Regions from separate parts of the Zea mays genome. Here region 2 is linked to region 1. A link is a contact called in public Hi-C data. All regions are on one chromosome and are shown on one strand. Each heading gives the region's core, a stretch centred on a gene start, on an enhancer-like site or on the middle of the called end of the contact. The rest is flanking DNA. Distances are from core to core; before and after follow the strand shown. Region 1 overlaps LOC103635990 (transducin family protein / WD-40 repeat family protein). Region 2 holds the start of LOC103635996 (probable anion transporter 4, chloroplastic).

Region 1 (7,044 bases), core at 2,337-4,836:
GGTGTGTATGGTTTAGTACGGTAGAGATCATGGTTATGAAAATAGTGGCAAAAGAATCAATTTGGGCAGAGAATTATATGTGGTACAAAGGATAAGTATATTTAAGAGTTTTCTAGAATATGAATCATGTTTAGAGGATGACATGGTTAGGCACAGGATAATTTGATAGGAATATAGAAACAAGAATAGTTGAAATATGAGTTTGTAAGGAGTTTAGGATTTTATATCCTAGGAATTTAGAAATAAAAAGGAAAAAATATTCCTAGAATATTACCAATTTCGAATATTTTGGGATATTTGAAAAATAAAAAAACATGAATATATTTTGGAGTGGAGTAAAAGGAAATATTTATAGGCTGTTTACGAGCAGGGGTTTATGTTGGTGATAAATGTTCCTGCCTACTATGTCAACAGCTAGGTGGGACCCGGATAGCTGGAATATTGTGATATCCTAGTCTGGATGGGTTGTGGTATCTTGACTTAAGGTTTAATAGGATTGATAGCGTACCCATACAAATAAGGTTTGCTCTTCTTTTTGGAAACTTGTCACGAAAGACCACTAAGTTAAGCGTGCTTACTTGGAGAAATTATGGGATGGGTGACCACAAACGAGAAGTTCATACTGGAAGTAAAACCATAGTCACCAGAGTTCGTATTACTTCGTATGACTGATATATTGGTCTGGCAGGTTTTAGGTGACTTGAACATCATGACGGATGAGCAATGAATAATTGGGCGATCGGATGAACAATGAATAGTTCGATAAACGATCGGACAAACAATGAATAGTTGGACGAATGAATGATGAATGAATGGACGAACGATGAATAGTTGGCTGAACGATTGGACAAACGATGAATAGTATGACAAACGATGAATAGTAGGCATGAACGAACTATGAACGATAAATAGTTTGTATGAACGAACGAGTAACGATAAATAGTTGGTATAAACAAACGATAAACGATAAATAGTTGATATGAACGAATGATAAACTGTGAATAGTTGGTATGAATAATAAATAATTGCTATGAGCAAACGGTGAACGATGAATAGCTGGTATAAACCAAATGTGAACGAACTGCGAGCAGTAACTATGGCGTGAGCAGAGAGCAAAATGCGGAGAAGAGCGAGCAGATATGGTGCATGCAGCTGTGGTGGGGTATGAGGGTAGAACACCGGGCATTATAGGGGAGGAGAGGACGTCGCGGATAGAAAGAGAGCCGAGTCCAAACCTTGCCATCCATAGTGGTAGCAGAGGAGGAAAGAGAATCGTGGCTAGAGGAAACACACTACAACTACAAGAGGAAATCGCGGAGATGGAAGGGAGATCGCGGCACCTTGGTCCTTGAGGAGGATTTGGCGGCGACCATTTCTTTTTTTTTTCTTTCCATCGAATCGGTCGGCGGCGCATCCGTTCTTGCGAGCAGAGATACGAGGGAGGGAAAAAGACATATAGGTAGGGACGCAGGGACCGAATAAGGACGAATATTTTATTTTTTTTATTTTTATTCGGATTCAAATACGGGTAGCTTTGATATGAATACGAATGTTTTCGGATACAAATACGGATAGTTGTGTGTCGAATACGGAACTAATCGGATACGAATACGGTAACAAATTTTTTTAATATCGTGTAAGACATCATTCCACACATATCATGATTATAATAATTTATCCATTAGTCCAAATATTTTTTTAGCATTATATATATACATATGTCGCGTTTTCATAAAAATTCATGATTTTTTTTGCTATGTGCGTATTATTAAAAAAATTGCATAAAATCATAAAAAAATACAAATAAGTTATCAAGACTAATAAAAATTTTATAAGAATATAACCTTAAGTCTCCACATGAAAGTGATAAGGTAAAGTATTGATTATGTTGAAATTTGGATACTTAGAGTGATTTCACGTGTAATTCTCGCAACAAGTGAAAGTAAAATGAAAGAAACAATAACATATCGTGGATTTTATGGTCCAAATATTTTGGAGAATTATACGTGGATTTATGACTCCATAAAATTTCATAAATTTTTTGAGGTTATTTGTATATTATTAATTTCTTTTAAAAAAGACAAAATGCACACAGCTATCTGGATATTCGATATTCGATGGATATCAGACATATTGTATTCGAATTCGATATCCGAACAGAATATCCGTATTCGTATCCCTTATCCGAAAAAAGTCCGGATATCCAAAAATTCCATCCAAACCAATGTTCATCATCCTTAAATCCGGATTTGAACGGATATTTTAGGAACCATATTACATCCCTACATGCTTAGGTGGGACCCACTTGCATAGAGAGTGAAAGGAAAGTGGGGTCCGTCTGCAGGTTGAGAGAGGGAGGCACGGACGTGCAGTGGGCCACGCGCGGCGCGAGAGCGTTTCTTTTTTTATAATAGTTATATTTAAATACTTAGAAAATTATAATAAATCCACAAATAACTTTTACCTAAATAAAATTCCAAATTTTGAAAATAAATAATTTTAGGACAAGATCTATTCATTTAAATAAATTGGGCTTACCAAAAAGAGTAAATTAATAAATTATTTGTAACTTATTATAACAAACCAAAGATCATGCTTAAAAATGAATGCATTCACACATTTGAATTTGAACTCCGTTTTAAAAAAATAACTATTTCCTCTTTAATGATTTTACAGTAAAGTTAAATTGCTTTTATCCAATAAATTTGAGGCGCTACATAGGCCCTGTTTGGAAGGGCTCTGGCTCCTCTGAAAACGGCTCCGGCTCCGACTTCTTTAAAGGAGTAGCTCTTCCGTAGGAGCCGATATCTTTTACAAATCGTTTGGCAAAACGATCCTCATGTATTTTTTGATTTGGTGTATCAATTTGAACTTTTTGAGACTAATCAGAAAATTATAGATCAATGGTTTGGATTGTTCTAAAGCTAAACTGAAACTGAAAAAGGAATTGAGCCAAACTGAAACTGAGACAGTAGTGACAACGTCAAACTATTGCAGGGCGTCAAACTATTGCAGGATTCATCAAACAAAAAGACAGCTTCAGCTAAGTGGTGAAATGAAAATAATGCAACCAAACTACAACCTTCGTAAAAATGCTACCATTCATCTAGAACTGCTTAGCAGGTTAAGTAGCAGGATCTTTTTTCTGCTTTATTCAGGCTTTTTTCACGGCGTCAAACTATTGCCAAACTGAAACCAAACTACGGACTCGTGGAAGAGAAACAACTTGGAGTGCGGTAAGAGCATCTCCAACAATGCCTCAAACTAATGCCTCAAATTGAAATATTGGGCTCTACACAGGAAAAATTACTCCAACAGTGCTCTATTTCATAATTTTTTATCAAAAAACTATAGGGTACACTCTCAAGTGACTCAAATATACTACACCGTAATGGGCTGCCCTATAATCTAGATTTGGGGCTTTACTGTTGGAGCGGGGTGTTTTATTGGTGCCCTAAATTCTATAAAATATACTTATTTTCAAATTATAGGGCATTTTTATAGGTCACGTTGTTGAAGATGCTCTAAGAAAGACTCGTAGGCCAGAGAAGCACAACGACGGACAGCCCAAACTGCGTAGTCTCGCACCCGTACTCAGAGCGGAGCCGTGCAGAGCCAAAATTTTGGGCTCCAGCTCCTAACAGTGTTCTGGCTCCTGCTCTTCCTCAAGAACTATTTTTGGGCGCTGCGTCGGGGAGGGCTCCGGCAAGGAGCTGGAGCCATCTGGGAGCCCTACCAAACGGAGCTATAGAATCAACACGCCCAGACACAATCGGGTTGCAAACTCGTTCCGCATGATGGGATGGTTTTATAGCTGGTCGTCAGACTAGTTGGTTCGATTGGACCTTAGGTTTCAGGATATTAAAAGATCACACTAAGACTATCTCTAGCAATTTACTCATCTACATTCTCATATTCAAACTTCACTATAGAAACAGTGAAATCTACAGTACAAAATAATGCAAAATATTGTTTTGAATGATGAACTACTGCGGTCCCCTTGACAAACCGCATACATACTCCCGTACCAAATACAATATTTGTTTGGTCCATTTGCTCTGCCATTGTACATTAACCCTAAACCCAGCACTTTTGTATTAAGTAACAAAAAGGTATTGTAGCTTGGTATCTCCCTACTTCTAGCTTACAACTTTACACCCTCCATCAACATCCTGGCCAACAAAACAAGATATTTGACTGTACAGATGTACAAAAAATTATGGTCCGCATTGCCCTGTCCAAAGTGCGAAAATTCAGGCCTCAAAAAAACCACTGAGGGCAGTTTGACTAGCCACAAACCAGGCTCGTATAAAAACTCGACGTATAAATGCTGATGTCAAATTGCCTAGATGTCTGCTCTAGTGCTCTTAAATCATAGCTTCCTCCTTGCTATACCACCCCTGAAAGGAGTAAAGCATCTCAAAAGTATAATGAGCAAAGCAAAATAGAATGATATCAAGTGACCAACTGCATCCATCGCATTTTCTAGCATGTCTTCTTCCCTCTTTGCTTGTTTTAACGCTGATATGCTGCAGCGAGATCATCTTTTATCTGAACAAGCTTCACAGAACCATCACCTCCACATGAAACGAAACCATTAGGCAACACCTGGAGATCTGTTACAGCAGCCTGCAAAATGCAAATACATAGGTATATAATTAATGAAAGAGAATGTGATATAACTATCTTCTCTTACCATAACATGAACAAAATTTATGAACGAAGTCATTAAACATTTTATAGTCTTTACAGTACTACATACTCTAACAACACCGCCAAAGCCCCTGGAGGTTGGTTGAAAAAAGGTGTGCCGTTCATGCATCTTTGTCCAGTGAAAGACTAGCTGGGAGTTTTTAGCATCCCAAAGTTTCACATCTCCATCTTTGCTTCCGGTTAAGAACAAGCTGGTATTTGGGATGGTCGTTACCTTTGTGACACTACCTGAAGATAGACGATAAAAGATCAGACCGAGAAACCAACTTCAAATCTGAAGAGTACAATGCAGTATCACTTAGTTACCTAGATGAGCCTTTGGTATATGCCAGACCATCCCACTGTCAGTACCACCAAAAGTACTAGATTTGATGTCATGCATGGAAGATGCCTCGACACCATGCTCAGTGGTAACTCTATGATGCTTGGACTTTCCAGTAGAAAGGAAGCGGCAATCATGCAAAGCTATATCTCCATTTTTCCCACCAGTTACAACAAGCGGTGAGATAGACCCATAGCCTCTATCACTATCAAACACAGAAATAGACCGAGCTCCTCCTGCAAGATAAAGCCCATGGTCAACTAAATATACTATATGCTATACAAAATACATCACATTGCGCAAACCTGATGATATGGTGCTAATATGGCAAAAACCACCTGGGTAGGACTCAAATTCACCTCCCAAAAACCTCTCGGCCACAACCCTAGTCAGGCTGCTGTATGCAAGCACTGGCCCCTTGCGGTTTAGTAACTCACTGTTGAACTCCATGACAACTCGGCCATATTACCCAAACTAAGTCATAAGACACATTCATTGACTTTACTATTATGTAGTACGTTTATATAATCATGATTTGAGTCCTACTGGGCAACTACTGTAAATTGGAAAATGTCCACTTGATCTGGGGCCAGTGCAGAAAACAAAAAGGGTTCAGAACTGGTAAACATGGCTACCTAAACAATGTTTAAAATAAAATTCATGTGATACTGTAGTATTCCAGTAGACATGGTTGAAGAACAGTGCGTGTGCACTCAAGAACAGACAATACATACGGATATTGACATGGTCTTAAGAATGAAAGGTTGACCAATAGCTTCTTTCAAAAAATACAGTTTTGACTATTGAAAATGTGCTTGTAGCATGGTGGAAGTCACCCAGTTAGTGCTGCCACCAAGGCATGAACCCTGGTTTTCACAAAAAAAAAAGGTGCCTTGTTTTGTGCCACTTTCAGAGTCGACCCAGGTGACTTCACGTCGCTTTAAGCAAAGCCCCTAGGTGGCTGACCTTTGGTGCCTTTTGTTGACCTCAGATGCAATGTCTCGGTGGGTTGTCTTGCCACTTAAGTTTTTTATAATATATTTATAAGGATTAAGGAGAGAACTTGCAACATTATGAAAATCATTTTCAAGACAAATATACTGTGCAATGTTCAACTGGAATTCAATAACATCGCTGCATCCAACCGAAAAATTCAATAACTGGAATCCAAAAAAGATATCAACGGACAAAGTTAGAACATGGCTGCATCCAACCCAAAAATGACATGTTTTTATTGGATAACTAGTGTTTTTCCTATATTGCTGTGTGGTCATCTTCAATCCGTGCTTGGGTTCATTTTATCTTTCATTGTATTATTTGGGAGAAGAAAAAACAAGATGTATTTTGTTAACATGCGATTGGACTGCAGGCAACAAATACAAATAAAACTCAACGACAAGAAATGAATTTGCTCACATTATGTATTTATGTATGAAAAGAAAACCAAAGTATTCTGTTTCTTTCAGACACATGTGTTGTCGATCACTTTTCATTCATATGAACACATGAGTATTCAGTTATTGACAACTAAAATATACAGTTGCTTAGATAGAAAAAATTTGAAAATCACATTGTGACGCTAATATTTACACTCGTGCAGACATCATGACCCCATGCTGCGAACCTGTGACAACCTTGGATACTGCATCAAGGTGCAGTCACAATACGGAACGGAAGAGCAACTTGGGTTCTACTGCAGAAGAGTGCAGAAAATGAGGCACAGGTGGGAATGCACTGCAATTCTCTTGTTTCATATTCGCAGATAGTAATGAACCATTGGAACTACTCAAAACAAATGAATTTGACTTACACATTCTCAGCACCTCATCAAGTTGGTGCCTTCTAGAGTCGTGACTGGATTATGAACTTTTTATTTTTGCTTTTTGTGATATATAACAAGGTGACACCAGAGTCAGCAAACGATATCATGATCATTTTCCTACTATATCCTAATATGCCACAAGATCCTAAGGTGTGTTTGCTAGTCTTATACATTTAGTGATTTACCC
Region 2 (7,044 bases), core at 2,355-4,854, 390 kb before region 1:
TTCACGGTGTAGTTGCAAACCAACAAAACCAACAAAACTAAGGATGCCATTCCAAAGTTGCCATAAATCGCTAGGGGGTAAAAGCAACCCATGGTCTTCACACAAGATCAAATATTCACTCACAAGATTAATTTCTCTTCATAAACATTTAATCAACAATTGATTAAGAGTTAAGTCTTTTCTATTTAAGCAATAATAACTTTATTAGCTAAACCAATTCCAAAGACTATCAAACTTTACCCAGGGATAAAAGTTATCATAAAAAACTATCCCAATTATTTTCATATTTTTAGAGTCCTAGTTTTATTATTAAAATTCATACAAGTTCATTTTAATAATATAAATAAATTCATAAAGTTGGTGACAAAATCTTGTAACCATTTTTAACAGAGAGTATGTATTTTTGTGTTCCCCATTAAATTTACCTCATGATTTCTGCTAATTTTTATAATTTACAGAGAATTTCACAAACTAAATGTCAATTAATAAAATGAAAACACTTAACATGATCTGGGCTAAAAGTAGCCTAGTCCGCGCACGCGCTGCGCGGCTTTAGTTAAAGAGACCACCGACTATAAACAAATAGCACAAGGGAACATTATTCAACTGTTAGACCTTATTCGGTTATTCTTATACCTCATAAATTGGAAGAGATTAAAAAAACATTATGAAGTATCTTGATTTGATATAGATAAACCCACTTAATTTCTTTAAATATATATGGATTGATAAGAAAACGTGGGGGAGTCTGGAGGGGGAAGGGGAATCGGATGGTGTGGAATCCCTTCTCACTGTCTTGGTAGTTTATAACGTGTGCTATGAAAATTCTATTGCAGTTACATTGTGTAATTATATTTGACTTAATCTGTACTAACTATTAAGACTACACTGTAGACTGCCCCCGCCTAACAACTGCTCGCCCGATCCCGCCGCGACCCCCGCCCTCCGCCAACCGCCTGCCGCGACCCTCGCCCGCCGCCAACCACCCGCCGCCAGCCGCAAGGCGCGAACGCCCGACCGCCGCGACCGCTCCGCAAACGCCGCGAACAGCCATAACCGCGAGGGAGGCGAATCGGAAACTCCAAGAGACGACGAAAGCGAGCGCGGGTAGCAGCTGACCATAATCGCGCCGTGGCCCCGGCCGGAGTCGAGGGTTGGCGCGGCGGCAGGGCGGAGACATCAGGAGGCGGAGCGGTGGAGGACGCCGCTAGCCATGTGAGCACGGGGCAGGGCGTCGTGGTGTCCGAGCCTGGGGCATTCGAGGAAGGGGAACTTGGTGCGGCAATGGTGTGTTCCAGGTTCTCGATCCAGTTGGAGGTTGGATTGGAGCAAAGGGTACAGAGCTACGTATTAGCTCACAGACTAGCGCTATTTGGTTAAGCACCTGATCGCCCTGTACCCGATATGTTTGTTCATAAATAGCCAGTCGCCGTCACCTGCAAGTACGGTATGGAAGTGCCAACCTGAACTTTACTTGAGCTTGATAAAAGCAAAACGCGCGGTTCCACTACCAAACTATGATGTGCATCTAGAGTTTAATCAGCTCTGCTCTATGTTTTCTTAGCTATGCTCTACGTTTTTTTAGCCATACTTTTCAGCTCTGCTCTACATTTTTTTAGCCAGATAGATATAGTTGCACAAACTCTGCTTCAGGAAAAAAAGGTAAAGTTGTAAGATCATCTAAAGGGTGCTCCAAAAACTCTAGGTTTTTATAAAACTGCTCAGCCGATGGAGTTTGCAGATCAAAGTTCATAAAGCAGTTCCAAACAGGCGTAAGGCTACAGTTAATACTTGTTGCACCGGTGGGCCACCACACACAATGAAAACATGCTTAGAATAAACATTACTCCTGCTTAGCATAAGCAGACTGAAAAGCCAAGGATCCACCTGATAAAAGCTCAGATATAACGAATGCATGAAATTGCAGTCTGAAGTCTGAACTTGCAGAAATAGTACCTAGCACCTCCAGACCTTATTGTTGCAAAAACGAATAACCTATTTGCACAATAATTATCCAGTTCAACTATTTGTTGCCCTCAAGTCTCAACCATCAGAACTGGAATTCGTTCCACTTCCCTCCTACTTAGATCCTAGATAGGGATAACAAGTAAAGCTCTTACATACCTGGCAGTCCGAGAAGAAATTAACTGGCCACCAGGTAGCTTTGCTAATAGGCATTCCAAGCCATTCGTGTCCATTGCTCCATGATAGTTCCCATTGGTGATGTTAGCTCTAAAAAAGGAGTATTAAAGCTCGGTTGCTTACTTACTTTTCAGCGTCCACTAGGTCTTAAAACGTGTGAAAGGAACTCACTAGGTCACCTGGCTACTAGCGATTATTCAAATAGACACACGTCTTTAAAACACCATGTCCTGAAGAAACCAACTAATAAGCCTATTACACTCGGTCCAGTAAAATCAACTCTAAATTATCTTTTTAAATTATAACACACTGATATTTTTTTCCTATTCGGTACTCCCTCCAGTCAAAAAAATAACTAGAGGACTCATGCGCACGACACTTCGAACCCGCCACGGAAGTGAGCACCGGAAAACAGGCCCACAAAATTGGGCAGAAAGACGTTCGCGTCGCGGCACCCTTGACATGCGGACTCATGCGCGTTGTACCGGAGGTGCCAGTAGCCTTAGTGTACCAGTCGCTCCTCAAAATAGACTCACTGACAGCAAAATGTTCTCTAACGAGTTGACTCGTGTGCTCGACTGGGATTGTACTTTCTCTTCTGTCAACTGAGCTATGGTGAATTCTATCGACATCAATGTTAGTCCGATGGTTCGCCCAACTGAGCATGTCCCCAGTCCACAAAACTATGTATAGTTGAGAACCTCACATGTAGATTCATATTAGTTAACAGTTTGCTTGAACAAACTAACACGGTTGTTTGATCTATGCAAAAGATGGCACTGATTGTTTGATCTAAATATTGCCAGATGCTCTCTAATAAAAATTACATGGTTGTCTCATGGTCTATGTAAGGAAACCTTGAATTTGAATGCGTACATCTTCAGTTGCTCTGCCTGCTTTTAGAGGATTCGCCTTTAGATGAGTTGAATATTGTTATATTACTTGTCTTTATGTAGTAATGTAGAAATCATGCCACAACACATTTTCCCACAACATAAAAGATAAGAGGGCCATATTTGTGTGCTAAAATAATTTTGATAATCACAACTCACCATCCCCTTTCAATAGGCTTAGGTCCTTTTTATATTTTTCACCCTACAATGCAAAATTGTTATGTGGAGGCCATGGTATATCATCGTATCATGTATTATCAATTTAGGATTTGCCTATTTCAATTAATAGTGGCATTGAGTCAATTTTGGTTGTTCGAAATGGCAGATTTCGATGTTTGTTATGATTGCTGAGTTGATTATTGATAACATCGCTAAATAGTGACCTATGCGTGCACAAGTGTCTCCCGTTGCAACGCACGGCTATATACCTAGTAAAATATATGCTTAGGCATCACTAAAACATGGTTGCGAAACAAAAGAGTCCCAACTCCAAACAACAACAACAGCTACAAAACAACATTAAAGAGCAACGAGGATTCGAAAGCTCCGCCCGACGGCCCGATGGCGATGGAAGTCACACACGGACACGCTCGCATCCCACTATCTCCCCGCCTCACCGCCACTTCACCACTTTGCTCATCCTATCTCCTCACCGCGCGCTCCCTACCGCTTGTCCGTTTCTTCCTCTCCCGAAGTAGCAACGTGGTGAGTGAGACCGCCGCTACTCTGCTGCTGCGGAGGCCCAAGCCGACCGCTACTCATACCCTTTCGCTTTATCCATCTTCTAGCTTCTTCATTCACCTGTTCCAGAATCGGGCCAGGCTTGCGGATGCCGGGGTGCGGAGTAGCGGGGAGAGGGGGCGTGGGGGTGTCGTCGGCCGCACGCCCCACTCCGCGCCGCCCCTGCCTCTGGATGCCTATCGCTCGCGGCTACGGTAAGCTTGGCTTGGATGGCACCTGAATTTGTACTAGTGTATCTCTAATTCTCTATGTAGTAGCTTATGTGCACCCTTCATCTTCGCTGCATTTTTAAATTCAATCATTATAAAGTGTCAAATCGTTATTAAGAGTAAAATACAAACTTGATATGGCGTTGTAATACACAGGATTACCATAACCGTACTTGTCGCGGGACACTCACATATTGCTGTAATGGACATGTCATTCTTAAAATTAACCCATGTACTATCCATGTTAATTCGAGCAGGACATGAACTTCTTATCTATGGAATGGGATACATTAGTATACTATTTGGATGTTTTTTAATTGCATGTGACCATATTGAATGGGATACGTTAGTATACTATTCTAGATTGGAAGGCTTCTTTGAACTGACATTTTATGAGCTACTAGCAGGGGCGGGCCCAGGATTTAGAGAATGAGTATTCAAAATTGTACTAGAGAAAAAAAATTGGATGGCCTAAAGCCTATCCTAATAACCTTTAGACATATATATAATTGATTCACGTATAGATAGTCATAGCATATAATAGAACATACACATTACAAAAGTAGTAAACTAAATCATAACTCACGTAAAAATAATAGGTCAGGAGAACATTAAATAGTATAAGGAAGCTTACATATTACAAGACAACCTTCCGATCCTTCAAGCTTTGAAATTGAGTGATAATGTCCTCATCCTTGACTTGCAAGAAGAATTGCCTTTCAATGAAAGTAACCAAGCATCCATTTAAATTTTTTTGTCCCATCTTGCTTCTTAGCTTATTTTTTATGAAGTTCATTGAAGAAAAGATTCTCTCAACACCAGCAGTTGCAACAGGAAGAACTAACACCAATTTGAGAAGCTTGTAAACAATGTCATACCGAAGAATCTTATCTGTTTTGACAAGCATCATAGATAACTCTGCTAGGCTTCTCAAATTTTTGAAGTTTTCATCTCTTCTCACATCTTCGATATAGCGATTTAATTGAAAAGGGAGTTGTACCTTCTCTTCAAACTCAAAATCTTGAGGATAAAACCCAACAAGCTTAACCAATTTCTCAGCATTGAATCCATCAAAGTTCTTGGATGGATTGAATGATGCCATACATCTAAGTAACTCTGTGTTTACCTCATCAAACCTATTATTAAGCTCAACAAGTTGCCTATCAATGATGCCTAAGAACATATCAGCATGAAACCGATGGTAATTGATAGCATTTCTATAGAACTTCTTGTCTCTCTGAATAGGCTTATACTTTGCATCCATGTCAACAATTTTAACTTTGTGCTTCTCACAAAAAGAAGAGACATTATTAAGGAATTCTTGTCATCCAGAATCTTCTCTCAAAACAGCCAATTCTACCTTTGTGAATTCAAGAAGACCCATTGCATTTACAATATCTTGCTCCCTCCTTTGCAAAGCATTGCATAAATCATTTGTGTATCCAAATATTTCATTCATCAAATGCAACATGAAAACAAACTCAAATGACTTAAATACTTCTAGCATAGTTTGAGCTCCTATTGACTCACCTCCTTTATGTTCCTTCCCAATCTTGGAGAGAACTTTCTTGATTGAAGGATACAAGGCCATGACATGCATTACAGTTCTATAGTGAGATCCCCAACGTGTATCACCTGGTCTTGCTAAGCCCATCTCTTGATTCAAACCTTAGCCAGTTTCTATTTCACCCAAACTCAATGCTTCAATCATATATTTAGCTTGAGCTACACGAAGCATAGAGATCTTTTTGCAAGACATTCCAAGAACATTCAACAAATATGCAAGTTGTCCAAAGAACCAAGAACAATCAATATTCTCCTTTGCAATAGATACAAGGGTTAGTTGAAGTTGATGTGCAAAACAATAAACATAATAAGCTGAAGGTGACTCTTCCATTATTAATTTTTTCAAACCATTTACATGACCCTTCATATTACTGGCCCCATCATACCCTTGTCCACGTATCTTTGGTAATAGCAATTGATATTTAATAAGCAAGGATTGAATTGCTTCTTTAAGTGTCAATGATGTAGTATCTTCAACTTTGACAAAACCAAGAAACCGCTCATCCGGTTCTCCCATTTTATTCACATAGCGCAAGCAAAGAGCCAATTGTTCCTGTTGGTATGCATCACTAGATTCGTCAGCTAGAACTGCAAAACATTCATCACCAAGATCCTCCATGATTAACTTAGTTGTTTCATGAGCACAACAACTAATGAGTTGTTTCTGAATCTTGTGATCTATCAACTGACAATTCTGTGGAGCATTTCCAAAATCATCATTGTCTTCAGCATCTTCTATTATTGGAGGTTCAGGCTCAACTCTCTCTTGTTCTGCGGGTGTTGCATTACTAGTTTCACCCTGTCCTTGAAATATCACCAGCATCTCTCTTTCATTGGAAGATGGAGCAACAATATCCTTCTTTTTTGCAGCAGCTCTTGCTAAAAAAGCTCTCAAATCAGTGGTAGCACTGCTTTTCCTCTTCATTTTCAAATATGCAAATAAATCACAATACACTCAATTCAATACCTAGTATAAAACAAATTAAGATACACTCAAATCACAAATTAGTGAAACCACTCAAACGGTCAAACCATTAAACCAGGACCTCAACTTCAACTTCACAAATCGACTCACAGAACTTCACAGAACGGGCCAACGGAGCACCGTCACGTGGTCGCCGGCCGGCGGCTCACAGCTCGCTACAGCAGTGCAGCTCAGCAGTCAGCGGATGCCTGGGCGATGGGCGGGCAGGTGGCGACAGTCGGCACGGTCGCACGCGGCGCAAGGCAAGCGGCTGCCGGCTCGCCTGGCGCCTGGCCGCTGGCGCCTGGAGTGCTGGGGCAGGCCGGCAGGGCCGCAGGGGGCATTTAGGCAGAGTGGAAGCGTGTGTCGCTCGGTCTAATGGGCCTGATGGGCCGAGCACGTTATGGGAGGAAGTAAGGAACAAAGCCTAAAACAAATTTGGTTCTAGATACTCGGCATTTATGTATTTTTCAATATTTGAGAGTATATATATATATATATATATATATAATTTTTTTTGCCAAAAATA

The links. A called contact is a pair of places that touch in the nucleus more often than the background predicts.
Region 2: a contact with region 1 is called in a Hi-C map of ear, with 2.0 times the contacts expected there. The contact joins the promoter of LOC103635996 here to the enhancer-like site in region 1. A contact is called at or near these places in 2 of 25 Hi-C or Micro-C datasets (ear and tassel).

The regions. Positions count from the first base shown.
Region 1 is chr8:139,885,418-139,892,461 of Zm-B73-REFERENCE-NAM-5.0, reverse strand. It overlaps LOC103635990 (transducin family protein / WD-40 repeat family protein), which reads right to left. Exons shown (of 16, transcript XM_008658352.4): 14 at 5,020-5,271; 15 at 4,763-4,941; 16 at 3,932-4,629. The coding sequence ends at 4,516. Among protein-coding and RNA genes, the nearest start is that of LOC103635990, 16 kb to the right of the region's middle. Within about 2 kb of position 3,586, at least 7 of the 20 cell types and tissues checked have an H3K27ac peak or open chromatin away from gene starts, as enhancers often do. A contact at or near this core is called in ear and tassel, where this site is marked.
Region 2 is chr8:140,277,841-140,284,884 of Zm-B73-REFERENCE-NAM-5.0, reverse strand. LOC103635996 (probable anion transporter 4, chloroplastic) reads left to right here and starts at 3,604. Exons shown (of 12, transcript XM_008658358.3): 1 at 3,604-3,740; 2 at 3,824-3,970. The coding sequence starts at 3,865.